Linked DNA regions of Mus musculus: all the other regions are linked to region 2. Evidence: chromatin contacts called from public Hi-C and HiChIP or PLAC-seq data. All regions are on one chromosome and are shown on one strand. Each heading gives the region's core, a stretch centred on a gene start, on an enhancer-like site or on the middle of the called end of the contact. The rest is flanking DNA. Distances are from core to core; before and after follow the strand shown.

Region 1 (4,382 bases), core at 591-3,090, 830 kb before region 2:
CTGGAGCCGGGTAGTCCCACCTGTACACTCTGCCCAGCAATTGCCCTCCCACCCCCATCCCCCACCCCCGATTCTATATTGACAAATCAAGAACCAACTCTGGAAATGGGGTTAGCATCAGAATCTCTCCTTACAGTATTCCTTAGTACTTCTCATATTCCAGGAAAGAGACCTATTATAGAAGAATGGAGGTTGCTTTGGGCATCTTGAAATCATGGCTACTACAACACTCAATGCATCCGTTTGTCATTTGTCAGAATGAGACAAGTCTCACGTAATGCACATAAAGTACCACAAGTATATAGAGCAGAATCAGAACTTTTCTCTAGGATGGTATGTGTCTACCATATAGTTTAATCAATATTTGATACTCTATTGGGAATCTATATATGCTGATAGCACAATAATTCACTGAGCAGCATTAATCTGTATAAACTTTACATGTTGAAAACAGTTTGGTCCTCAAATCTGATAGTTTGCCAATTTTCTGAGCAGGGGAAATGGACTCCAGGAGGCAATATAAGTATATGCACAGAGTACATACGGGTATATATACGTCTAGTTATTTTGTGCTATTCAGAGGAGAGAAGCCAGAAGAGTTTTGCAGTAAAATACAATCGGAACAGGGAATTAGGCACAAGTTGCCTGTAGTGTGTCCACATTTTTCTTATTTATCAGGGTCCTTGCAGGAGAACATTTACATGTGCTATTGACTCCCCAATCAGCGTATTTCTGTGAATGAGATGGTGCACTTTCGTAAGTACTGCCCTGGTAACCTGCAAATGATGAAGATCGATTCAGACTGGAAGTTCAATACCCTGTTGGGATGGAAGTAACTTCTAGGGTCTAACAGGCAATCTAATTATGTCCACTGAAAGAGCTTCTGTGGATTTACCTGAGAAGAAGAAAAACAAAAGATCTGCTTCCTGGTTATGTAACAGCTTCATTTGAAGCAACTTCAGAACTCTCCGGAGAGTTCTATTTAGAGATGTTCCCATTCCTGTTTCACAAATGGTAACAAGCCGAGGTGTTCTGAAGGAAATTGACTTGCCCGAAGTCTTAGGAAATCAGTTGAAGCACAGGAAAGTTACTACAACATCCCCCCAAAGTCCTTAAATGTCTAAAATCAGACAACCAAGCTAGGTAGAAATTTTAACATGATATTGCAGTTCTAATCCTGATACCCACTTATTGTACTTTATTAGTAGTGCTGCCATTTTCTTTTCAGAATTCTCCAATACTATCATTTTAAAAACCTCTAATAGAACTCCTAAATATTCTATAAGGCAACTGAGTCACTGTAGATTCAGAGAAGCTATGTTTGAAGGTTTTAAGCTTAAACATTCTTTTTTTTCTTAATTGTTAAGTATAAAATTGAATTATTTGAGCAAAGTGATTTTGTGATTCTTTCAATCCCATGTAGGAAGTATTATATTATGTAGTTCCTCTGAACTTCTTAGGAAGGGATGTTTAAGACACCGTTACTTCTTATCTGAAGTCCAGTTCTAAGAACTCCAGAACCCTTGAGCCCTGCTCACCACACTGTTACCAGTAAAGAAGAAGTCAGAGGATGCCAGATATAGCTAAAGGAAGTGAAGGGCAAACCCCATAACACTGTCACAGTATGGTTTAAGCTCCAGTGAAGAAGAAACAAAAGTTGAATCCTGTTAAGGAAGGAAGAATAAGGAAGAGTGGAGAGAATGTCCAAACGATCCAGGAGAAACTGGGAACAAGTGTGTGCCGTGCTTGCTCTGATGGTGCTGGCTAGTTCCCACTGGGATATCACCTATGTAGACATCCATGTAGACATTTAGGAATGATGATCGTATTACACATGGATTTAACAGCAATGTAGTCCAAAAACTGACCACATATCACACGGATGCTGGAGGCCTATGAGATAAGCCTCTAAACTGTGCATTTTCATGATTTTTTTTCAATAAATTGCTATCAAAGTAGAACAGTTTGGAAATTTTCTGACATTAAGTAGGAAAACATAGAACATTTTGAAATGGTGAATTTTAAATTAGGAAACAACAGTGAAGTATCTAGAGGGACAGAGTATACCAAAGGAAACCCACAAACCGCAAGCTAAGACGTTGTTACCCTGTGGACTCACCAAGACAAAATACTTCCCCCTCAACTAGAGCTGCTTTTAGCTCGGTACTAAATACCCACTGTACTAAAAATGTAGCTGCTCTGTTTTTCCAGCTTTTGTTTTTCTTCCTTGTCTGCTGCAGACTCATGTGAGAAATGAGAACTAAATATTTCCCGGATTACTGAGAACCAGAGGTTAGAATCTCCTGAAGACAAGTTTCCAAAACACATGGCTTTGCTGCTTTTTGATGCTATCATATAAATATAATGAAACTCAAATCAAGCAAGGATGTCCTGCTTTGGAACTTTAAATGCATACATGAGAAATATTAACTGTTAATATTGTGATTTTGCTAGAAGCATTAGAACTGGCTGCCTTACACCAGTTCTATTATTATTGTTATTATTATCATCATTATTATTAGTTCCATCACTAGTCATTGGCTAGCTGCTAACTTACAGCTTGTGACATAGCCCTCATTCCATTTTGACTGAATATTTACTTTATTTTATGTGTATGTGTGTGTGCACCTTACATATGTGGGAGTCTATCAAGATCAGAGAAAGACTGGATTCTTCTGAAACTGGTATAACAGACAGTTGTGAACTCTCATTTGGCCATCGAGACCTAAACCTGGGTCCTCTGTAGTAAGAGCGGTAACTGTTCTTAATCTCTTAGCCAACTCTAGCACCCATGCCAAGCTCACAATGCTCTCATTGGATAACCAGCAGCCAGAAAATAGCTGTTGCATTTAGTCATATGCTACATAGAGAATGGTTGAATGAATAAAGTAAGAAATTTACTTTGTCTTGACAGTTCTAGAAACAGTGTCTTGGAGTGAATAATAATCTAATAGCAAGGTTCTGTTTTCTGTATGTTCTAGAACGTGGTCATTAGGTATTGCCTTTAGAAGTCTGTGAAATTTTCAGGGAGGAGATGTTTACTCTATTTGAACATTGACATAAGTGTATGGCCTACACTAGCTAATTGTATTCTTTGTGTGTATACTGTTTACAGGATTTGTGAAATCAAATCAAATAAAATGTATTATCATATCTAAGGAGGGAAAGCACACATGTTGTAGATGGTGCTAGTGATGCCTGTATTTTGATGTTAATTCCACTTTCCTAGGAGGGGTTGTCTGGAGGAAGGAATGAGTCACATACTCAGGTGATCTCGTGAACCTTCCCCTGAATGAATGAAAGGACCAATCACTGGGTGAGTAGGCGGGACTTCCAGGTTAGATAGAGGAAGAGAGGAAGTAGGAGAGAGTTAGGGGCTTTTGGACTGGGATAGCATGAGGACAAGATGGAGCTGCTAGTGTCTCACGGTTTCAATGGCAGATCTACCAGGATTTGCCACCAGAGGACTTAGATTTAATATGACTTACAAGATTAGGATTCTAGTTCTTGCACCCAGTGATTGAGTTACCATTGCTTCTGAACTGAGTTTGTGTTGTGTTTTCCTTCATGTGGCAGTTTGGCTGAGTTCCAGAGAGAAGGGTACGGAGGCAAAGTGTGGGTTTGCCAGATGTGTACCACAAATGGCCATGGGCGTTTTGTAGTTTGGGGCTGGCGAGGTAGTGACCTGCCAGTGGGAACTTAGTGAGCTGGAGAGATTTCCGGAGCTCTGGGCCAGAGAATCTGCTGAGATGAGAATACCCTGCTGATGCCATGTGGACTGACGTAGCTCAGAATATTGCAGTTCTTTTTTTTAAATATTTCCCACAGCACACAAGTCCAAGTGTTGGTCAGCCGTGAAAACATTGAAAGAGAGAGAGACATAGACAGAGTTGAATGCAACTTTCCAATGTCTGTTTCTCTGTCCATACATCCAAGTCCCCTGAAGTCCTTTATGGAGGAGACAGTTCAGCTGATAGAACACTTCCCTAGGTAGGATAGAGCTAGATATCTCAACTTGGGGCAATGACTCATTTGTCTCCTTAGCTTTTATTATTTCTCATTTCCAGACCACCAAGCATTCACTGAATTGCTATTTGGCACATATAAAGGTGTGCTTTCCATCAGAAATGTACTAGTACTTTGACCTCAAGGCCCTTTAGTCCCCATGATGGTCATTGCCCTTCACATGTAATAAACTGCCATCAGGTTTATATATCTATTCCATGAGCTTGGTCAATGTGAGTCGTTCCTGAAAGAGATGTGCTGACAGTTCATGTATCTGAACTGGCAAGTTTCCCAGTAGCATGTCGGACCTTGATAAATTCACTGGAATGATGAATGGAGACCTTGTGAGGGAGGCATAAGCGCTGAGCCAAAATTTT
Region 2 (4,432 bases), core at 572-3,071:
TGTTGTGCCCATGTTCTCTATGGAATCTTCTGCACCTGAGATTCTCTCTTCTATCTCTTGTATTCTGTTGCTGATGCTTGCATCTATGGTTCCAGATTTCTTTCCTAGGGTTTCTATCTCTAGCATTGTCTCACTTTGGGTTTTCTTTATTGTGTCTACTTCCCTTTTAAGGTCTTGGATGTTTTTGTTCAATTTCATCACCCATTTGGTTGTGTTTTCCTGTTTTTACTTAAGGTCTTCTACCTGTTTAGCAGTGTTCTCCTGTATTTCTTTAAGTGAGTTATTAAAGTCCTTCTTGATGTCATCTACCAGCATAATGAGATATGATTTCAAATCTGAACCTTGCTTTTTGGGTGTGTTGGGGTATCCACGACTAGCTGAGGTGGGAGTGCTGGGTTCTGATGATAGTGAGTGGTCTTGGTTTCTGTTAGTAAGATTCTTACATTTGCCTTTTGCCATCTGGTAATCTCTGGAGTTCATTGTTATAGTTGTCTCTGGTTGGAGCTTATTCCTCCTGTGATTCTGTTCCCTCTATCAGCAAACCTGGCAGTCTAGCTCTCTCCTGAGTTTCAGTGGTCAGAGTACTGTCTGCAGGCAAGCTCTCCTCTTGCAGGGAAGGTGCACAGATATCTGGTGTTAGGACCTGCCTCCTGGCTGAAGATGAAGGCCTGGAACAGGGTCTGTCCCAGAAGCTGTGTTTCTTCTACCTGTCCCAGAAGTTGTGTAGCTTCTGTATTCTGTACTCTTTTCTGTGCAGACTAGTCTCTGAGGGATCCGGGACCCAAGATCTCTATATTATCTCTTATCTAACATCCTCTGCTGGCAAATCTCTTCTTCCTAAATTTCACTTCTACTTCCTTGGTTTTTTTGTTTATCTTTTTTCCTTTTTGTTTTTGTGATCCAATGGTTTGAGTTAGAATTGTCCACATCAACATGAGTCGTACCCCTGAGAATATGGTTGCTCTCCTGTGCCCATGCATTTTACATAGCTCAGGAGTCCAATAATTCTCTATATGTCTGGAGTTTCAGGAAAACTTCTAATTATTCCAGCACAGCCTCCAGAGTTCAGTGGTTACCGTCGCATGTTGCCACAAACAACCCCTTTAAATTCTTTAAATATTTTCATCTTCACACATTTTAAACATTTTATTTTGTTAGAGACAGGCTTTATAGAGTCCAGACTTCCCTGAAACATGCTGTGAACTGGAGATTTATGTTGAAATCATGACTCTTCTGTTTCCACCTTTGAAGTGCTGGGATTAGAGGTCTATTTAGCTTGATTTTATCATTTCTCCTTGTGGTATGGTAGTACCTCTCTTGAGCTTGACAATTCAATTGGATGTGATCAGGGAACTGGCAAGGTTTTTGCTTCATTACTGAGTGTCAAGGGTGGGATCAGTGATTGTTATAGGTTTTTTAAATTCTTTTTCTTGCCCTATTTAAAGATGTCTTCACTACACCTGGTGTGCTAATGATTTTTCATAGTAAATGTGCACTGGGTATTGTCAAAGGCATTTTTGTATCAGTTAGTGTGATCATAGTTTTACTTTATTCAGTCTGTTGATATAGAAATGCTAGATTTTCAAATGTTGTGCCAATGTGTATACTTAAATGGTTCTATCTGTACAGTGCTGCAGAATTCTTATTGTACGTTTTGAGATTTTTTATTTGCTAATCCATGGCTGGAAGTTTCTGGTGACAAAATTTGACTTACAATTTCATTAGTTTAATTTTTCCTATCTTCATATGAACTGTGGGTCTGTGGTTTCCTTTCTTGATCATCTGTCTCTGAATCGGATGTTAGGAAAATGCTAAGCTCACAGAATGCAGTAGGAAGGATCTCTTTCACTTCCTCTTTCTAGAAGCATTTGTGGAGAGTTCCTGTTTGTTTATGTTTGTTACATAATGGCGTTTTACATGTAGAAAACTGTTAATGTTGCTGAAAGCTCCACATGAGTTTAAGAATTAACAGATACTTGTTTGGAATGAAATTTTCCAGAAAAGTTAAATAGAGGAACGTGAGATGACTCAACAGGTATGGGAGCTTGCGGCCAAGCCTGCTGACCCTGAGTTATCATGTTAGAAAGAGAGCAGACTTCTTCAGGTTGTTCTGTTGACTCTAACGTGTGTGTGTGTGTGTGTGTGTGTGTGTGTGTGTGTGTGTGTGCATACCTTGCCAGGTGCACTGAGCAATATGTATCATGCTACACTTGATCTTGACACACAATGAAGTAATTCTTCTTAAAAAAAGGAATTGCAGTATTTGTGAGATTGTTCAGTGGGTTTAAGTACTGAACATCAAGCTTGATGATCTGAGTTTGAAGACCTAGTTGGTAGACTACTGTTCCTTTTTCTCTGACATCCTCATGTGTATATGAGAGATGGGAGGTTGGTAGAGAATATAATTAAGTTAATTTGATCATATGGACTGGTAGTTCTATTGAGATTCACTGTATCCTTTACAACCTCACAAGTAGCTATTGTAGATATAGAGATGGACCCAGCACAAGGGGAGGCTCTAACACCTGACACTATTACTGATGCTATGGTGTGCTTACAGACAGGAGTCTAGCATGGCTGCCCTCCGAGAGGCCCAATAAGCAGCTGAAAGTCAGATGCAGATACTTATACCCAACCAATGGACAGAAGTCGGGAACCCCTGTGGTTGAATTAGAGAAAAGCTGGAAAAATCTGAGGAGGAGAGTGACCCCATCTGAACACCAGCATTCTCAACTAACCTGGACTCTCAAGATCTCTCAGATACTGAGCCATCAACCAGGCAGCATACTCCAGCTGACATGAAGCCCATGAAACATATAAAGCAAAGGACTGCCTGGTCTGGTCTCAGTGAGAGAAGATGCTCCTATCCCTCAAGAGACTTGAGGCCTCAGGGAATTAGGAAGTCTGGTGAAGGGAAGAGGTAGGGACATCCTTTGGGAGACAGGGGAAGAGGAATGGGATGAGAAACTGTCGAAAGGCAGATCAGGAGGGGGATAATGATTGGACTGTATAGAAAAAGATTAAATAACAATGATGATGATGATATGATTATGCTATATTTTTGCTTATGTATCCATTCAGTTCTGTCTATTCTTGTTTCTCTGTTTTAAGAATAAAGTAAAATATCTCTTGGCAATGTGCAAAGGGATGTTTTGTGGGTGGTGTTCTTATATCAGTCAGGAGCTGAGCAGATGGCAGTCATTTGTTCATCCTACCTTGATGCCTGGCAAGGTGGCCAAATTTATTTAATGCCTAGGATGCATAAAAATCAAATCAAATCAAATCAAATAATCAAATTCAGGCAGCCCAGTGAAGGAGGAGGAAGACAGGCAGAGACCTGAAGACTGCCATGTCACGAGGTGTGGGCAGGGAAAGATACCCACAGACCTGCCCTCTGGCTCATGGCACAGGGAAACCAAAGCCACACAGTCGCCTACCACGACACAGTGGAGCAAGTAAGATGGAAAACAGAGACAGTCCTGTGGACTACCATGCCATCCACATACTGCACTCTGGTACACAGTATAGGCAGCACATATACACCTGCTTGCTGGTACACCACACAGCAAGGACAGAAGAAGGTGTTACCCAGGGACCCACCAACTGCATGGCCAGCCTGCAGTGGAAGCTGTCACAGTGTGTAAATGTGCAGTGGCAGGTGGGAGAGAAGGAGGTATGGAACAGCTCCACCATTAGAAGAGAGGTGGAACTGGAGAGAGTGAAGAGGAGTAGGTTGCTGTGAGTAGCTACACCACCTGAGACTATGACGTCCTAGCCAAAGCTGCCACTGAGGGTCATAATCAGGTCCATGGCTATGCAGAGGCAGGGGGTGGTATTCACATCCGTAGCTGCTATTATCACTAGAGAACAAGGGGATACCCTCGGTCAGAGAAGCTACTGGGACCACCTAGATGTCCAGCAGATGCACTAAACAGTCCTTGCCCTCTACTGGGTGCAGTGCTCTGGGGAGCTTGTTCTGCATCTCATATGTGGCAGGATTCAGGAGAGTTGGCCCTGTCACTCTTTAGCTGTGTGATGGCATGGATGCAGCCATGACAGGCTACCCCCCCCCCTACAGTCAGAAAAGCTGCCCACAGGGTCATGAGCATGGGAGAGCTATCCATGCCCCCATGAGCTGAAGCACTTGGGAGAGCAGACCTGTACCTTGCCTGGACAGCACAACAAAGCTGATCATGGTGGTGGGGGTACAGTTGAGCCAGCCCCACAGCAAAAACTTCGGGGAGCTGGCACCATAAAGCATCTCTGTGAAGTGACTGGGGGCTGGGTGAAGCCCTCCCTGCCTCTTGTCCTTCATCTTTCAACACCAGCTACAGTCAGGAGAATTGGCCCCAGGGTCATGAGAGCAGATAAGCTGCTCATGTCCCTTACAGGCTGCAGCACTTAGGAGAAGGGGCACTGCACCTGGTCTGGA
Region 3 (3,973 bases), core at 20-2,519, 930 kb before region 2:
TGGCAGAGTCTAGGCAATAATGGTTTCATTGTAACATGAATCATTGTGATGCTGCTTCCTTAATACAATTAACTCAAGACAGCACTTATTGTTGGAATTAAGTGATTTCCTCCACAAAGCTCTCCGCCTTATGTGGGCTCCAGGACAGGGCCAGGGCACTGTTAGCACAGACAGTGTCTTTAACAAGTCATCTTCTTTTCTCTGAAGCATAGGGAAAACAAAAACTTATGCTCTCTCACAGTCTTCCCATAGAGATCATCCCAGGATTTCAGAGCATTAGTAGACGGAAGAAGGCATATAGAAGTCAGTACACCAAGAAGGAAAACAAGGAAACATTGAGAAACATCACCTCTTCTGAGTGAGGGCTGAGGGCTACGGATGCTGGTAGTGTGTGTGCACCATGGTCCAGAGCTTGGCCTACACTGTTCTCTAAGGTCATCTTGCTATAAATACACGTGTTGTGGTGGGACACCCCATAGAACAGCAGTGCAGGCCTGGAGACACACTCACAGTGCAAGGCTTTAGTGGAATTTGGGTGACACAGCTTTGTTTTGTTGTGACATGAACCTATGTACAGTATTGTCCCAGAGTCACATCAACAAAAAATGCCATTTCCACAGTATGTTTGCTTTTCACCATAGGTAGACTTGACAATACTTAAAATGCTGTGAACTTTAACTAGGACTTTAGCTAAGAACTTAAAGTCTAGCAGACAACTGGATGCACAACATGAATAGCAACTTCTACTTTGAGTTTTCTAAACAGGGAAACTTAAATTTTACCTTTGCAACACTGGACTGTGATGCTGTCTGTTCCTTTCTGTTGCAAGTCAGTATCTGATGAGAAAAGGCTAGGAGGTTTACGACTGAGCTTCCAGTCGTAAAGAAAATAACTTTATGGTTGGGGTCACCACAACATGAGGAGCTGTATTAAAGGGTTGTAGCATTTGGAAGGTTAAGAACCATTGGGTTAAAGGAAATAGAGCTGAACTGGGAAAAGTGACAGGACTTTTCCTAAGTACCCTTTTTGTTTAAGGCATTGTAAACCAGTTTCAAAGTACAACAGGCCCCCCTTTCCTACGGTTTGATATTCTGGAAACTTAGTTCTTGTGGTCGGCCACCATCTGAAAATATTAAGTCGAAAATTCCTGAAATAAACAATTTGTAAATGTTAAATACATGCCATTTTGAGTAACAGGATGACATTTTGAACTGTCTCTCTGTGGAGTCCAGGATATGAGTCATCCATTTGTCAACGGTATCCATGCTCTATATGCTACCTGCCCATGAGTCACCTAGTAGCCATCTAGACGGTCAGATGACTATCACACTGTCTCTGTACTTCTGCTTAAGTAACTCCTGTTGTAGCCCAATGCTACGTGACATCTCTCCGTCATTCACCTCATTGTCTAGGCATTTTTGTCGGGAAATGTGAGCCCAGAGCAAAAAGATATTTGAGACAAAGTGACATCTTACATAAGTTTCATTATGGTATATTGTTTGAAATTGATCTTTTTTGATACTGTTATTAATCCATTACTGTGGCTAATTAATAAGTTAAACATTGGATCTATGTATGTGTGTATAGAAATACACAACACACACACACAGGATGTGATATATTTTCAGTTTCCAGTACTCACAGTGGGTCTCAGAACATGTACCTTCCATGTAAGGAACTTTATTGGGTTTAACATGGTAATATACTTCTTGTTTCTTATTTAAAAAAATATGAACTTGTTATGGTAGTGTCCACTTGTAAACTCAAGTGGACTCTTAAAAGACTGAGGCAGAAATATCATTAGTTTAATACCAGCCTAGGTGACTTAGTAGGTCTCTGTTTCAAGATAAAAGTTGAGAGAGACCCAGAGATATGATCTCACAGGAGAGCACTTAGTTCAGCATGCAAGAGACCCCAGGTTCAATCAGTACTGGCCTCTCAATCACATAAATTGCTGAACTTGATTCTTTCCAGCATGGCCACCTGATGTTCATATAGGACACCTTTCACCCTGAGCAACATCCACAGAGCTGAGTAAACTCGTCACTATGTTTCCTATGATAAAGGTGAACATATAAAGTAGGGTGGGTTTTAAGTTATTATAGAAAGTTTCAATTCATTTTTGTTGACTAGGATAGACATAGAATTCCACAAACTCCACAGAGCAAGGTCAGTCTCTCTTTCACCCCTTCCCACAGCCAACTGCCTTTCCTTCCCAAAGACAATCATCCTTACAATCTTATTTTGTTGTTCCAGGGATGGTACATTTAGATCCTTCTAAAAACAGCTTCTATCTCATAACAGGTCATGAAGATCAACCTTTTTGCACTGGGGAAAGTCATTGGCCTCTCTTTAGCAAAGAGATAGAAGCTGAGCTCAGGTTGTTCTGACTATGCATCACGATGACTTAGGAAAGCAGGCAGAGCCAAATTTGCTTTTCGAGGTTAGGAAAAATGGTAACTACAGGGGACATCTTTATTTACCCTATTAAATAGGCCATGACTGGCAGAAGCCAATGCCCTCACCAGAGACCAGAGTTCCTATCTCATTTTGTCCACTACACATAGACATGCAACCAACCCATACGTCTTCTCTGGGACCAACTGGAGTTTCAGTGTGGGTACACATTGCTTTTCTACTTAGAAATCATGCTTAATTTTTTTTAAAGTTTTTTTATTTTTTTATTTATGAGTACACTGCAACTGTCTTCAGACACATCTGAAGAGGGCATCAGATCCTATTACAGATGGTTGTGAGCCACCATGTGGTTGCTGGGATTTGAACTCAGGACCTCTGGAAAAGCAGTCAGTGCTCTTAACTGCTGAGCTATCTCTCCAGCCCCATGCTGAGTTTTGTGAAGGAACAAAATTTTTTATATTCTACTAGCAATATTTGTAGTTTCAACAGGCATTTAGCACATGAATATAGATATACACCTATACACATGGTTCCATAAACTTTCACATTCTCTTGTCTAAATTTAGGGCTAATCTAATGGTCACCGCAGTTCACAAATGCATGCACTCAAGAGTAAAGGCTGGATATGTTTTTTCTACTCCACCACAATGAAACATAACGAGAAAGGGGGTGAGTCAAGATGAGCTTGATGGAAGAGTTTGGTAATTGCTCCTCTTTTGGTGGTTTATATCTGAGAAGGTAGTGACAGTCTTGTCTCTACTCCTAAATGTACTCCATTTCATTACTGAGTACCTCTGGCTACCCAAGAAGCAAGAAATATCTGAAGCTGTGATGTTTCAGTTCCTGGTTGTGTGCTTGTTTTAGCCTTATTTGTACACAGCTTGATGGAATTCTAGATTCCAGCATCTTTTTTTTTTTTTTTTTTGAGATAGTGTCTCTTTGTTATATAGCCCTGGCTGTCCTGCAACTTGATGTGTAAACCAGCCTGCCCTTAAACTCACAGAGATTGATCTGCCTCTGCCTCCTGAGTGCTGAGATTAGAGGTAGATGCCATCATACTTGGTCCCCAGCATCTATTCTAAAACCACTTTTTACAGTATCAGTCATCTATAGTGTTTGGGGCTTTAGAGAGGAGGCCATACTGCTCTGTATTTACACCACCATGTCTTAGTGGATCATCACTGAGAATAGATAGGTACCATTTACATGTACTTTATTTAACCCTAGTCCATGTGGATAGCTTTGCAAGTGACCCATGAGATGAAGACCCTTGCAAAGCACATTCTCTCTGAGCGTGAACTGATTTCCCATCACAGGGAATAATGTGTTCTGCTCTCCATCCATGATTCTACAACTACAAGGAAACTAAAAACCAAGGCTTATAAATATCAACGCACACAGGTAGGACTTTACCCCTTGTTGAGTTGAAAGCATAGAGACATGTCTAACCCTATTAGTGTTTCTTCGTGGTCCAGTAAATAGGCTTTTCTGAATTGCTTTGCAACTTTTCCAGAATGTCTTGAAATCTATTAAATATTTTCTATTAAATATTTTC
Region 4 (3,894 bases), core at 1,386-3,885, 870 kb before region 2:
ACAGAGTTTTAAGAAGTCATTTTCTTCAAAACTGCTGGAGTTTAGATGTCCTTATTGCCTTATTAGTTTTATGGCTTCTGGAAGATCTACTATGATTGCCCCTGGAAAGTAGGCCCTTTTCCCAGAGGATATAAGGGGACGAAAGAATCCATAGCTGCGGCAGTCATACATTTCTGCCAAGACTTTTAAACAAAGAAGAAAAACTCTATTTGTCAGTCAGAATGATCTGGTCTAAGCAAAAATGAGGGCCTGTTTAGAGAGATTCCATCAAGAATAGTCATTTGGACTCCAAAAATATGCTTCAGAAAACACTAAATTAGTTTTGTCAAAATATAACCTTTGTCCTCAAAACAATGTTATTCTACATAGCATCTGTCTGTCTGCCCATCCATTACCCCAACCCTTTCACTGAGGCATTCAGCAAGAATTATTGAATTTTTACCGTGTTCTAGGCATCATACTGGACTGTGGAACTAGAGATTGGGGGGAAAAAAGACACAGCTATATTCACAAGGCCAGTGTCCTAGAGAGGAGACAAAATGGTCCTAAGAGAGGAAACAGACTTGAATAAATTGTTACAATCAAATAAAACAGCCACTGTAATGGCTGGGAAGAGAGAACACGTGGGAGACTGGATATAAGAGGATTTTGTCCAGGATCCTACTTGGAGCTCAGCAGACGACAGCTTTTTCTGTCCAAATGCCTCTTAAAATTCATGGAAGACTTACTGTCTGAGATCCATTTATTTTCTTTCTTCTCTTGAGATGTACAGGATTAGTAGTGCTATCTTAAGGAATTCACCACAGAGCTATATGGTTAAGGTGTTCTAAGACCATTTTCAGAGGAAAGTGTGCTCATTGGAGAAGGTGAGTGAGGAGAAGCAGAAGGGGACATGTTGATTCTGGAGAAGTGGGGTCAGTTGGGGGGGGTAAATTGGGAGGCGGTTTTACCCTTTATTAGAAATAATGATAAAACTTTCCATGGTAACATATTAATGTGCAAATGGACAAATGAAACTGTGTTGGCTGGTTTTATGTCAGTTTGACCCAAACTAAAGTCATCAGAAGGAAGGAAGCTTCAACCGAGGAGATACCTCCGTGTAATACTGGTTAGCAGGCACACCTGCAGAGCTGCAGTTCTCAACCTGTGACTCAAGACCCCGTTACACACACACCTCTGTATCCAAAAGGATTTGCATTATGATTTATAATGGTAGCAAAATTAAAATTATGAAATAGCAAACAAAGTAATTTTATGGTTAGGGGGTCACTGCAATATGAGGAACTGTGTTAAAGGGTCCCAGCATTAAACAAGGTTGAGAATTACTGATATAGGACATTTTGTAATTAGTGATTTATGGAGAAGGGCCCAACCCATTAACCCCAAGCTAATGCTCTTGTGTTTTTATAAGGATGGGAAAGCCACGAGGACCAATTCAATAAGTAGCATCCCTTCATGGTCTCTGCAGTAGTTCTTGCACTAATTTCCTTCAGTGATGATTATGATGTGGAAGTGCAAACCAACTTACCTTTCTTCTCCAATGTACTTTTGGTCATGGTGTATCATCATAGCAATAGGGATCTTAACCAGGACTGGCACTATTGATTAGATAACAAGTCCGATGTAATTTCTTATACGCTTTTTTTTTTTATTTACATGTAGTCACACCATATATTTGACATATTTCAAATTGATTCTGACGGTTGTTTGAATTCACTGAAGTGGACCACGGCTCAGTGAGAAACTAGAGACACTCTTAAGCTGTTTACATGCCTCAAAGATCAGAGTTAAAGTCAAGTTCAAGGCATCACCTCAGGTACAAATTACTAGAAAGTAATTTGCGTCTGTAAGTTAGGTTTTGATATCTTTAGTGCCATCAGCTATACGAATGTTGATGCTTTTATGTTGGCACAACCTGTAATGACCTGGAAAAGCGTATTTTTTTAAAGCAAATATTTATTTTAGTTTTAATTCTGTGTATGTGTCTTTGTGTGGGTGTGTACACCCATGTGCCAGTGTGAGCAAAGGCCAGAGGCATTGCATCCCAGGAAGCTTGAGACATAGGTTGTTATAAGTTGCCCAAAATAGGCACTGAAAATCAAAATTCTGTTCTTCTGCAAGAGCAGTCTGTACTCCTAACCTCGAAGCCATCTCTTCAGTTGCTGTGAACAGAATCTTAATGAGAGATGATCTAGATCAGGTAGGCCTGTGGGTATGTCTGTGGGGAATTGTTTTCATTTTTAATTGATTGGTAAGTGGGAAAAGCCAGCTCATTGTGGGTGGCACCATCTCATGGGCTGGGCCCTGAACTGTCTAGGAGTGAAGAAAGCTAGCTGAGTCGGCAGGGCAAGCAAGCGAGGATCTGTGCGTTTATTTATTTTTCTCTGCTTTGTTCTGTGGTTGTGATGCTTTAAGTTCCTGCTTTGAGAACTTGAGTCACAGTCCCCGAGAGAACGGATTGTAACTTGGAATTGTAAGCTGACTAAGGCCTTAATTTTTTTTTTTATTATTGTTGTTGTTCTGGAGATTTGTCACCGCATCAGAAATGAAACTAGAACAAAGAGTGACACCCAGAGATGCTCTCTATTTCCCAATATCCAAGTGAGGACTTTCATATTAAGCTCTTCCCTCTATTAAAGTAAATAGGACCGCATCCAACACTTGCATATGGGGAAATGCCCCTACTGCCACACAGCACTTCTGTAAACTCCCAAAGGGAACCTTAGAAGATTTAGAAGCTGATGTCTCATTGCAGTTCTTCTGAGGCTGTGGGAGAGCCAACAGAACGTGGCAAGAATCTGTAGCTGGATATCTTATTCATTAGAGGTAGAGGTTTAGGATCCAGGAGTGCATATTCTAGAATCTATAAGATTAAGGTTAAGAATGTGCCAGAGAAAGCCATGTCCCCTGGATTCTATAGTTTGAAATGGCTGCATCTGTCCGTGTAAGCTGTCACTAAATTCTAATAAATTAGAATTAAAAAAAAATACCAACCACAATACATTCAATAGTAATAGATTCAGGGGAATTGTTTGCTGACGGTTCCCCATCACTAACTGCATGCTAAAGTCCTCAATTTATTTTGTAAGTCATGTCAGTGGCTGAGATGCCAGTGGTCTTTCTGTTAAAGGCACTAAAGCCATTAAGAGTTTATTAAACCAAAGGGGTTGAATGAATTTTACGTTAAGTAGCTCAAAAAACAAAATCAAGTCTTACAATCTGCTACCTATGTTAAAATTTTCATTGAATGTAGTTGGATGTTGGCCATCACGAGTTTGACTTCAAGTTGTCAGGGAACATTTGGTGGCTTGGTGCTGGACCCAGAACTGTTCAGAGAGGGTAATTATTTCCTCAGAAGTGTCAGCAACCATTTATGAGCTCATGTGTGTTCCTAACGACATGCTGCAATCAATGTATGTCTTGACGACTTTCTTCAGAAGTGCTTAATCATTATTTACTGATTTTATTTAATTATACCTTTCAAGTTGAAAATATAATGGACCAGCTGGGCCTTTTTACTTATTAAGTATAGAAACAGTCTCCTACCTGTGATGATTCTACTTACTATTTTTTAGTTTTCTTTTCTTTTTTATTTAAACATTTTTATTAGATATTTTCTTCATTTACATTTCAAATGCTATCCTGAAAGTCCCTTATACACTCCCCCCTCCCTGCTCCCCAACCCACCCACTCCTGCTTCCTGGCCCTGGTGTTCCCCAGTACAGGGGCATATAATCTTTGCAAGACCAAGGGCCTCTCCTCCCAATGATGGCCGATTATGCCATCTTCTGCTACATATGCAACTAGAGACACGAGCTCAGGGAGTACTGGCTAGTTCATATTGCTGTTTCTCCTATAGGGTTGCAGACCCCTTTGGCTCCTTGGGTACTTTCT
Region 5 (3,858 bases), core at 71-2,570, 910 kb before region 2:
TTGGTTTTTAAGTAAGCCACGAGCACAGTCAAATGAATGCTCTTCCTTTTGAATGAGCTTGGCCTCTGTCACGGGGGCTCTTCCGTCTTTTCCTGTTAGTACTCAATTTATCTTCATCAAGTCCCAAGCAGGAAGGTCCAGATGTTATGACTCTTTGTTTTACAGTTTTATCATTTACAGGAAATTCAGACACAGGAAAATAGTGAGGAATTCAACCCAGAAGGACAGGGCCCATCTATAGTTGGGGCCCAAAGGAGCAGGAAGCCCTAGCTCACGGTGTCTCTATATAGGAAAGGGTTGAGACTATAGTGCAGTATCCCTTCAGGTAATTTTTGTTTGTCCTTTTTTTTTTCAGATCCCTGTAATATATTAGTTCACTGTCTGTGTAAATCTCAAAACTTGCACCTGACGTTGTTATAGATCTGGATGGAAAATATCTAACAATTGAGAAAAAGCAGCCTGGGATTTTCAATGGCCAGATTAGATTTCAGGATGCTCAACATGTCACACACACATGTACACAGACAGACACACACGCCTGCACACACACATAGACACACACACACATACACAGACAGACAGACACAGAGATACACACACACATGCCTACACACACACATGCCTGCACACACACATATACACACATATTCACATATGCACACACATATACAGACACACACACAGACATACACAGAGATACACACACACACACACACATATGAACACACACACATACACATACACACAGACACACACACATGCCTGCATACACATATACAAATATGCACACACATATACAGAGATACACACATATGCACACAGACACACACAGATACACACACACTCACAGACACACACATATACACACACATACACAGACACACATGCCTGAACACACACATATATACACACACACAGACATACACATATGCATACACATACACAGACACACATGCATACACAGAGAGATACATGCATACACACACACACACACACACACACACAGAGGACACACCATGTCTTGTATTTCACTCTGTTTCAGTCTCTGTGTGGATTGGGGAAAATGACAAGTTTGGTTTCCTTCAAGTCTAACTCAAATGTGCTCAAGTAAAAACATCAAAAACATGGTACACAAACAAGGGTGAGGCCCACAGCCGGAGTTAAGAGATCTTCTTTACAGGCACAGAGGCTGAAAAAGCATCAGCATTCGCACAGCCTATCATTTAGTGAGCAGAGATCTCCTTTCTGCTCCCTTAAACTCTCAACTCTTGGCCGCAGCCTCCCTAAAGACTCACTGGATCTTGCACAGCTGCTAAGGGACAATGTAAGTTGTCTAACAGTGAGCCAAAGTGAGCATCAAAATGGAGTTAAGGAACTTCAAGGAGGAAGCTTTCTGTTTGGTTTGTTTCTCTTATTTTGAAAGGCAGACCCACCAACCTAATGGAGACATTTTGCCATTCTTTCTAATCACCCTCTTTCTTTCTGAATCTGCGTTTTCCTGGAGGGTAGATAATCTCTGGCGCTGTGCTCACTGGCTCAGCTCAGCTGAGCTCTGTTCCCTGGAGTCTTGCTAACTGTATAAACTTTCAGTTCCTCAAGTCTAATGCTGGCTCACCCAGGAAAGAAAAAAAAAAAAAAAAAGCAAATTGAACAATTAAATTCAAGCTGTAGCTTCCGTCATGACTCAAGAACAGAAAAATGTTTTTAAGAGCCAGCAGTACATAAAGTACCATTAATAACCCAGAATTTATGATTTCCCATTGGGGGCCCCAAACAACATCATTTTGCCCAACTCTATTATGATACTGGATTGGAAAAGTTTCTCAAAAGTAACCATTTGATCCACTCTTCACCCAAGGCCGAGAATTTTGAGAAATTCTTTTATAAAAACGAAAGAAGCTGGAACCCTCTTTCTTTTATTCTTGTCTTTTCCATGCCCACCCCTTGCCTCTTTTCCTTGGCTTAGCTGCCCGGTTGCTGTGTCAGCATGCTGAGATCTGTGCAACACTCCCACCTCAGGAATTTGAAGCCTGGTGCTGAGTCTTTTTATTTCTTTGAGTTCAAGCTATGGATTTTTGTATTCAGAAAGTCTTAGAGGCTTATGCTATAGGCCCAGATTTTCATTCTTTGGCTGCATGGATAAATTAGGCCATTTTGGGAAAGTCCTTTGCAATCACATTACAGGGGCCGCTTGACTAGAATATCCCTGAAAACATTAAGGATGGTTTCTTACAATATACTGAGAAAAGTCCATGCTAGCCCCCCTCCCCTAGTGTGATGTTTCTAATGGAGTAAATAGTTGGACGATGGTTAGAAAGTCATAGAATAATTGATTTGAACACTCCAAGTAAATATTTCTCAGGGCAAGCTCACACTTTTAATTTCCTAAGAAGAGGGCTCCATTTTCCTTTCTGCCTAGAAATCATTTCCAAAATTGTATATGCAGTCAGAGCTTCAGAAACCACTGCTGGGTCTTGGGGGATGCAAGTTCGTGGGTTAGTTGTCCTAGAGCTTAGATAAAATAGAATGTAAGTAAGAATTATATACAAAATAAACCTTTTTCTCTGTTGGGATTAATGACTGTAGTTAATTTAAATGCTCAATTGGAATAGGAAACTACCATGGAGACTACATCATTTATTTATTTATTTATTTATTTATTTATTTATTTATTTATTAAGCTGCTCCTATATATTCTTTTCACAGCCCCACACTGCAAACAACATTGTCCCCATTACACAGGCAAAGAAACGGTGGCCTGGACAATATGATAAATGCAGACACTGCGGCAGTAGTCATTCTAGGAAGGTAGGTGTGACTCTGTACCTATCCTCTCATCTGATGTAACATGTTGCCTCTGTGGGCAGATGAGTGAGGACACTCCTTTGATATCCATGCCATGTGTGTTTCCTTTCCATGCCGAGAAATGGCTCCTCTAGTGGTCTGAAGGTGTGGAGAGGCATTCATTGCCCTAGACTCAAGCATCTGGTAGGGAATTCTGATGATGGACTTCTTGGAGATGTCTGAAGGCTAAGGGAGGGTTTGAAGGGGCCACTTTGACAATTCGGCCAATGGCAAACTGTCTGACTTGAGAGGAAGAGCAGACACATCCTGGCATTGTTGTGGCAGGCAGAGTGAAGCAGGCAGAAACACCCTGGGACTTTCAATGTGTGGTTTCTCCTCATGCTGCTGAGAGTTCAAAACTTCAGAAAACTGTCAAGATGGCTTGAGGCAGGTTCTAGACACCTGTGCCCTTACAAAATGGAAAGACCCATTTTCAAGGATTCATCATTTCCCTTCAGAGCTCCTGGTTCTGCGGTGGGACTTATTCTCCCCTCAGGCATTATGGGTATTCATTCTCCCTCACTGGAGTTCCTTCTGGTAAGCGGTCACTAAGAAAGAGTCTAGTCAATAATTTCGCCATTTACAGCAGTGAGTTTACTGAAGGACTCTCAGGAATCAAGCGAAGCTACCATATGAGGATGAGGCTGCAGAGGCAAGGGAAGTTTCTTTGTGCTCCTTGATGTATAGGACCCAGGGAGTGCCTATTCACAGCCTGATGGGGAAGGATGCTCCTCAGGGGAGGGGGAAAGACTGACTGAGATGATGAAAGATGACATCAGAGTGTATCTCCAGAAAAAAACAGATCAACACAATAGGGAGTTCCCTGGCTGCCACCTTTCAAATCACACAACAACAGGTGTACATTTAAATGAAAATTGATGGGGGTGTTGGTAGGGATGGGTTGCTATCACTAGGAATATTTTCTTTCCCATATCTGGGTTCTCAGCCTCTTAGTGCTAGAACAAAGTTATGCTTTTAACTATTGCTTCTTGATCAAAGATCTTTTCCAAAGAA
Region 6 (4,148 bases), core at 1,441-3,940, 550 kb before region 2:
AGCCCTGGCTAGTGCATGCCTAGCACAGATAGAAGCAGAGGAGAATAGGAAGTACTTATCATGGGACGTATCATCTGGAGTCATCTGACAGTCAACCTGTTTTGTCCTATTTTTAAATTTGCAGGTCAAAGAGGGTCTGTTAGAAGGACAGTAAGCCTGATTAGATATATTAAATTAATATATAGATACTACAAAGTCTTCAGAGATTTGAATGTGAAAGACAAAACAATAAATTATTGATTTTCCCTCTTTTTTGTATTTCTAGGATGTATATATTCATTTTACAGTGAATATTGTATATATTCATTTTAGAGATGTTGGTCAGTCTACTGTTGTTAACACAAAAGTCATTTGCTAATTGCTTTGTGTAGTCATGATGGAGATGCAAATATCATGCTTATAACTGATGGGATAGAAGGGAAGACAACAGAGGAGCCATCTGCTAAGCAAAGTAGAACACACCTGTTGGTCACACCTCTTTCCACAGGTTTGTGATTTATTTGGATTGTGCCCCATGCTAATTCTCTCAATCAGGAAAACATTATAGCTATTATCAAATCAACCACAATTCTTTTCCTTCCTTTTCTCTTCCAACCACCAACTCACACCTCCCATAGCCTGTGACAGACACTCACTGTTCATAGTGGTGAATGAGGTCTCTCAGGGTGTTAGTTACTGTCATGTTTTGATTGTTTGTTGGAAGTACCCAGACTTTGTTTCATCTTTGGTGCCCAGACATTGAAATGAAATGGTATGTCAGGAAATCCAGGTTGCCTTTATAACAAAGAGCATGTTGCCTCTTTAGGGAACAAAGAAACAGTCTGAATAGCTATTCAGTTGTTTTGTAGTACTTCCAGCCTTGGGGAAAGCAAAAATCTGGCCTGACATTGAGAGTGGCCATCTCTTTTGTGGCCAGTACTGGAATGGTTAATTGCTTTGCGGTTCTCTTAAGAAGACAACAATGAGCAAGCCCCTGCTACTGGATCACAGCCTAAAGCAAAGCTGACAGATCGCACTCTGCAGCTGAAACAGATGGTTGCTTACGGGGCTGACAAAGCGAATGTAAACTGTAGGGTTTTCACCCTCTGCTGCAGCCCCAAAGAGGTGAAAAGAACACCTTCTTTTTGGAAGGACACACACACACATACACATACACACACACACACACACACACACACACACACACACACACACACACACACACACACTGCACCACCACAGCAGCTGAACACTAACATGCTGTCCCTCTCCAGCAACTATTGCAAAATCTTCAGCCATGTGAGATTATGTTCATGAAAAACTGAGATGTGAAAAATGTGGTCTTATGCCTTTCCAGAAACATGAAGCATAATGGGCTTAAAAATATTGGAAAGACAGGGCAGAAGAAAAACACTTCTACCTCTAATCTGCTTCTGACTTATTTTCAAAGCATTCGTTTTTAGGACCTAGGAAGGCAGAGAATATATTCGTAGGTAGGAAGGTGTTGTATGATTTCCCAAGGCAATCTTCCTCAGAAGAATTATAAAACCAGATACCTGTCCTTTGGCTCAGAAGTGGTTAAACATGTACTATGAGAACTAGCAGTATGCCTTTTCAGGATGCTGACAGAGAGGGGCAGAAAAATGCCCAGGGATATTCTCATTGACAGCAAGAAGCAGGAATGAGAAAACAAACACACAAAAATTGCAACAACAACAACAACAACAACCACCACAACAAGAGCAACAAAACAGAAGGAGAAGCCAAATCACGTTAAGACAATCAATGACTGAAGTCAATCTTCTCTTGTGGAACCATCTTATTTTAAAGATAGGGTCTCACTAATGTCACCATACGTAGCCCTGGTTGGCCTACAACCTACATTGTAGATATGGCTGACCTCAAACTCACAGGGACCTTCTATCCTCTGGCACAGAGTGGTGAAATTAAAGGAGTGTAGCATATCAATAGGTGGGATTTTCCTTTGAATGGATATTCACCTTTCCCAATGAATCCTCAATGCAGCTCCAGCATCGTCTTCAACTCTAAAGATATTTAAGCACTCAATTAGCTCCTACAGTCCCAGAGCTTGCTCAGGATCACAGATGCTTGACTATCAGAGACTATTGGAAGATCGAACTGTGTGCTACCTGCTCTCATGCCTAAGAAGACTGAGTCTTATCCTGGAATGGAAACTGTAAAAATGTTGCAGGCTCAAACCTGGGCTTGCTAAGATTTTCTTTTATTTTCTTTTTTGGAATGGTGATGGCTGAGGGGAGACGACCCCTTTGGTAAAGGGCTGGCCATGTGAGTATCTGAACTGGAGTTCTCAGTCCCCATGTGCAGAGCTGAATGTGCTGCCTGGATCTGCTGCCTCAGTACTGGGGAGCCAGAAACAGGAAGATCTGGGACTTGCTGGCCAGTCAGTGTAGGCCAATTGGTGAACTCTGGATTTAGTGAGAGACCCTGACCCCCATGGCCCACTAAAAGCCATGACCTAGCACAGCTGCAGAAGACATCCAACACACACTAATACTCACACATGAGTTTGCACACAGGCACGAAGGAAATGATGTCTAACAGTTTCAGTGCTCCTTAACCAAGAAAATGAAACTGTATTTTGTAAAAGTTTTGTGAAATGAGCTAAGTGTTCTGTGTGGAGTCCACTTTCCTCACTAGTTTCCTATTCTATTTTTACAGGTTTTTTTTTTCTTCCCCTTTCCACTGAACTGACAAGTTCCTCTTTTCTAGTCCACTGTATAATCCAATTCTTACTTTTCTTACTTTGGCAATCCTTTTGGTGCCTGTCCCACCTCTCCCCCTTTCTCTCTTTCTCATTTGGTCATCATCTGCTCTTTTACCTGGGGGCTTCCGTTAACTCACTGGGTACAGCCTCTGCCTGCTGAGTGTGTTAATGACCCCTTTAGCTTGCAGGTCCTGGATGCAGCCACTTGCACAGTCTGGTCTGCTTTTCTTTCAATGCATGTCTTTGAGTCTCACATGAGGCCACCTGCATGCCAAATGACGTCACCATGCTCCAGGCCCATTGGGGTGTTTCCTAGAAGAGTGAATTGCTGCTCTTTCTCTCCCAGGTGTCTCGTTCCTACCTCTTCTGTGCAGGCCTGCGGTTGTTTGTTCCGACACAACTCTTAGAATTGGGGAAAGGGCTTCATTTCCCCTGAGCTCATTGTCTCTTGGTAGATACTTTTGGCTTTTCCTTCCATTAACCAAACCAGTTCTTCATTTCATATCTTCCTTTCACATTTTCTCCTGCCACAGATAACATATGTATCACCCCTCCCCACAATACCCTATTTCCCTTATTTGCCTTTCTGTCTTCCATAGGATTGTGTTAGCGTGGCATCGTGGTTGGTGGACCAATGGCACACTTTCTGTTGCTGTTGAGAACAGGTGAAAGCAGGCAAAGGAGATATTATGCTGTATGATTCTCTGTCTCCTGTCTTCAAGGGCCTGGCTCTGCTCTCTTTACCATTGTCTCTGTGTGTAAATCCCTTTTTAGTTCATTCAGTCCTCTTGTCCTCCAGCTTTTCCTACAAGCTCTTTTTGTCACTGGCACTGAAATGTTCACTGCTGAGACATGTTGCCTCCTGTGTGGCTGTGTGGCATATTCTCTTTGTCTTTTTCATGTTCACACCAGCGAAATCAAGCTCTCTGTGTTTGAAATGTAAACAGTGCTTCGTGATGTTCTGAGTCATCAGCTCTCATGCCCCTCGTTACACATAAACTGTGATTCCTCAATTTAGACTCTTTAACTTAAATGCTGTCGATTAACTGATGTCTATTTCTGGCAACAGAGATGGTTGTCATCCAGTTGAATGCTTTGCCCTGAAGGAACTGACCTGCAGAGTCTTATTCTCCTAGCATGTACCAATTCAGTGACTCTACTGGGGGTCTCAAAAAGCGGGTGTGCCAAGGGATGCAGTTGAAGTCCATCCATTGCCAGGCTTCAGGGTAAACTTAGAAAGCCTGATAAAAGCTATGAGCGAGGATACCCTATGCTGTCTTCAGTTACTGAGAAAAAATAATCTTTACAAATATTTACTTGAGGTTTCAAGAGGTAATCTCTTGCAAAGCCAAGCTCCACTTTTGAGAAAAAGCTATTCACTGAGAAGGGGACTTGGAACATGTATCTCCCCATATCCTACAAT

Evidence for each region. HiChIP or PLAC-seq counts read pairs in DNA pulled down with a chosen protein or histone mark. Hi-C and Micro-C count contacts between places; a contact is called where the count stands out from the background.
Region 1: a contact with region 2 is called in a RAD21 HiChIP or PLAC-seq map of pro-B cells, with 10 times the contacts expected there. The contact joins two enhancer-like sites. A contact is called at or near these places in 1 of 15 datasets of contacts at CTCF or cohesin (pro-B cells), 3 of 484 Hi-C or Micro-C datasets (ECoMG-derived neutrophils, bone marrow-derived macrophages and myeloid progenitors) and 2 of 115 datasets of contacts at active chromatin or transcription factors (the 230-238 cell line and large pre-B cells).
Region 3: a Hi-C map of the G1E-ER4 cell line shows a contact between it and region 2, with 2.0 times the contacts expected there. The contact joins two enhancer-like sites. A contact is called at or near these places in 3 of 484 Hi-C or Micro-C datasets (the AML12 cell line, the G1E-ER4 cell line and bone marrow-derived macrophages).
Region 4: a contact with region 2 is called in a Hi-C map of bone marrow-derived macrophages, with 11 read pairs. The contact joins two enhancer-like sites. A contact is called at or near these places in 2 of 484 Hi-C or Micro-C datasets (bone marrow-derived macrophages and embryonic fibroblasts).
Region 5: a RAD21 HiChIP or PLAC-seq map of pro-B cells shows a contact between it and region 2, with 9 times the contacts expected there. The contact joins two enhancer-like sites. A contact is called at or near these places in 1 of 15 datasets of contacts at CTCF or cohesin (pro-B cells), 1 of 484 Hi-C or Micro-C datasets (the C2C12 cell line) and 1 of 115 datasets of contacts at active chromatin or transcription factors (large pre-B cells).
Region 6: an H3K27ac HiChIP or PLAC-seq map of microglia shows a contact between it and region 2, with 5 times the contacts expected there. The contact joins two enhancer-like sites. A contact is called at or near these places in 1 of 39 promoter capture datasets (macrophages), 1 of 484 Hi-C or Micro-C datasets (bone marrow-derived macrophages), 1 of 115 datasets of contacts at active chromatin or transcription factors (microglia) and 1 of 9 other capture datasets (macrophages).

The regions. Positions count from the first base shown.
Region 1 is chr10:17,482,864-17,487,245 of GRCm38.p6, reverse strand. No RefSeq gene overlaps it. Among named protein-coding and RNA genes, the nearest start is that of Gm32656, 170 kb to the left of the region's middle. Within about 2 kb of position 1,840, at least 89 of the 459 cell types and tissues checked have an H3K27ac peak or open chromatin away from gene starts, as enhancers often do. A contact at or near this core is called in the 230-238 cell line, ECoMG-derived neutrophils, bone marrow-derived macrophages and 1 more, where this site is marked.
Region 2 is chr10:16,650,045-16,654,476 of GRCm38.p6, reverse strand. No RefSeq gene overlaps it. Among named protein-coding and RNA genes, the nearest start is that of Gm20125, 440 kb to the left of the region's middle. Within about 2 kb of position 1,821, at least 39 of the 459 cell types and tissues checked have an H3K27ac peak or open chromatin away from gene starts, as enhancers often do. A contact at or near this core is called in the 230-238 cell line, ECoMG-derived neutrophils, the G1E-ER4 cell line and 3 more, where this site is marked.
Region 3 is chr10:17,582,362-17,586,334 of GRCm38.p6, reverse strand. All of the region lies in intron 3 of Gm32543 (a long non-coding RNA gene), which reads left to right. Among named protein-coding and RNA genes, the nearest start is that of Gm32656, 75 kb to the left of the region's middle. Within about 2 kb of position 1,269, at least 40 of the 459 cell types and tissues checked have an H3K27ac peak or open chromatin away from gene starts, as enhancers often do. A contact at or near this core is called in the G1E-ER4 cell line, where this site is marked.
Region 4 is chr10:17,517,397-17,521,290 of GRCm38.p6, reverse strand. All of the region lies in intron 3 of Gm32543 (a long non-coding RNA gene), which reads left to right. Among named protein-coding and RNA genes, the nearest start is that of Gm32656, 140 kb to the left of the region's middle. Within about 2 kb of position 2,635, at least 47 of the 459 cell types and tissues checked have an H3K27ac peak or open chromatin away from gene starts, as enhancers often do. A contact at or near this core is called in bone marrow-derived macrophages, where this site is marked.
Region 5 is chr10:17,557,898-17,561,755 of GRCm38.p6, reverse strand. The region is part of intron 3 of Gm32543 (a long non-coding RNA gene); the gene reads left to right. Among named protein-coding and RNA genes, the nearest start is that of Gm32656, 100 kb to the left of the region's middle. Within about 2 kb of position 1,320, at least 69 of the 459 cell types and tissues checked have an H3K27ac peak or open chromatin away from gene starts, as enhancers often do. A contact at or near this core is called in pro-B cells, where this site is marked.
Region 6 is chr10:17,199,808-17,203,955 of GRCm38.p6, reverse strand. No RefSeq gene overlaps it. Among named protein-coding and RNA genes, the nearest start is that of Gm20125, 110 kb to the right of the region's middle. Within about 2 kb of position 2,690, at least 110 of the 459 cell types and tissues checked have an H3K27ac peak or open chromatin away from gene starts, as enhancers often do. A contact at or near this core is called in bone marrow-derived macrophages and microglia, where this site is marked.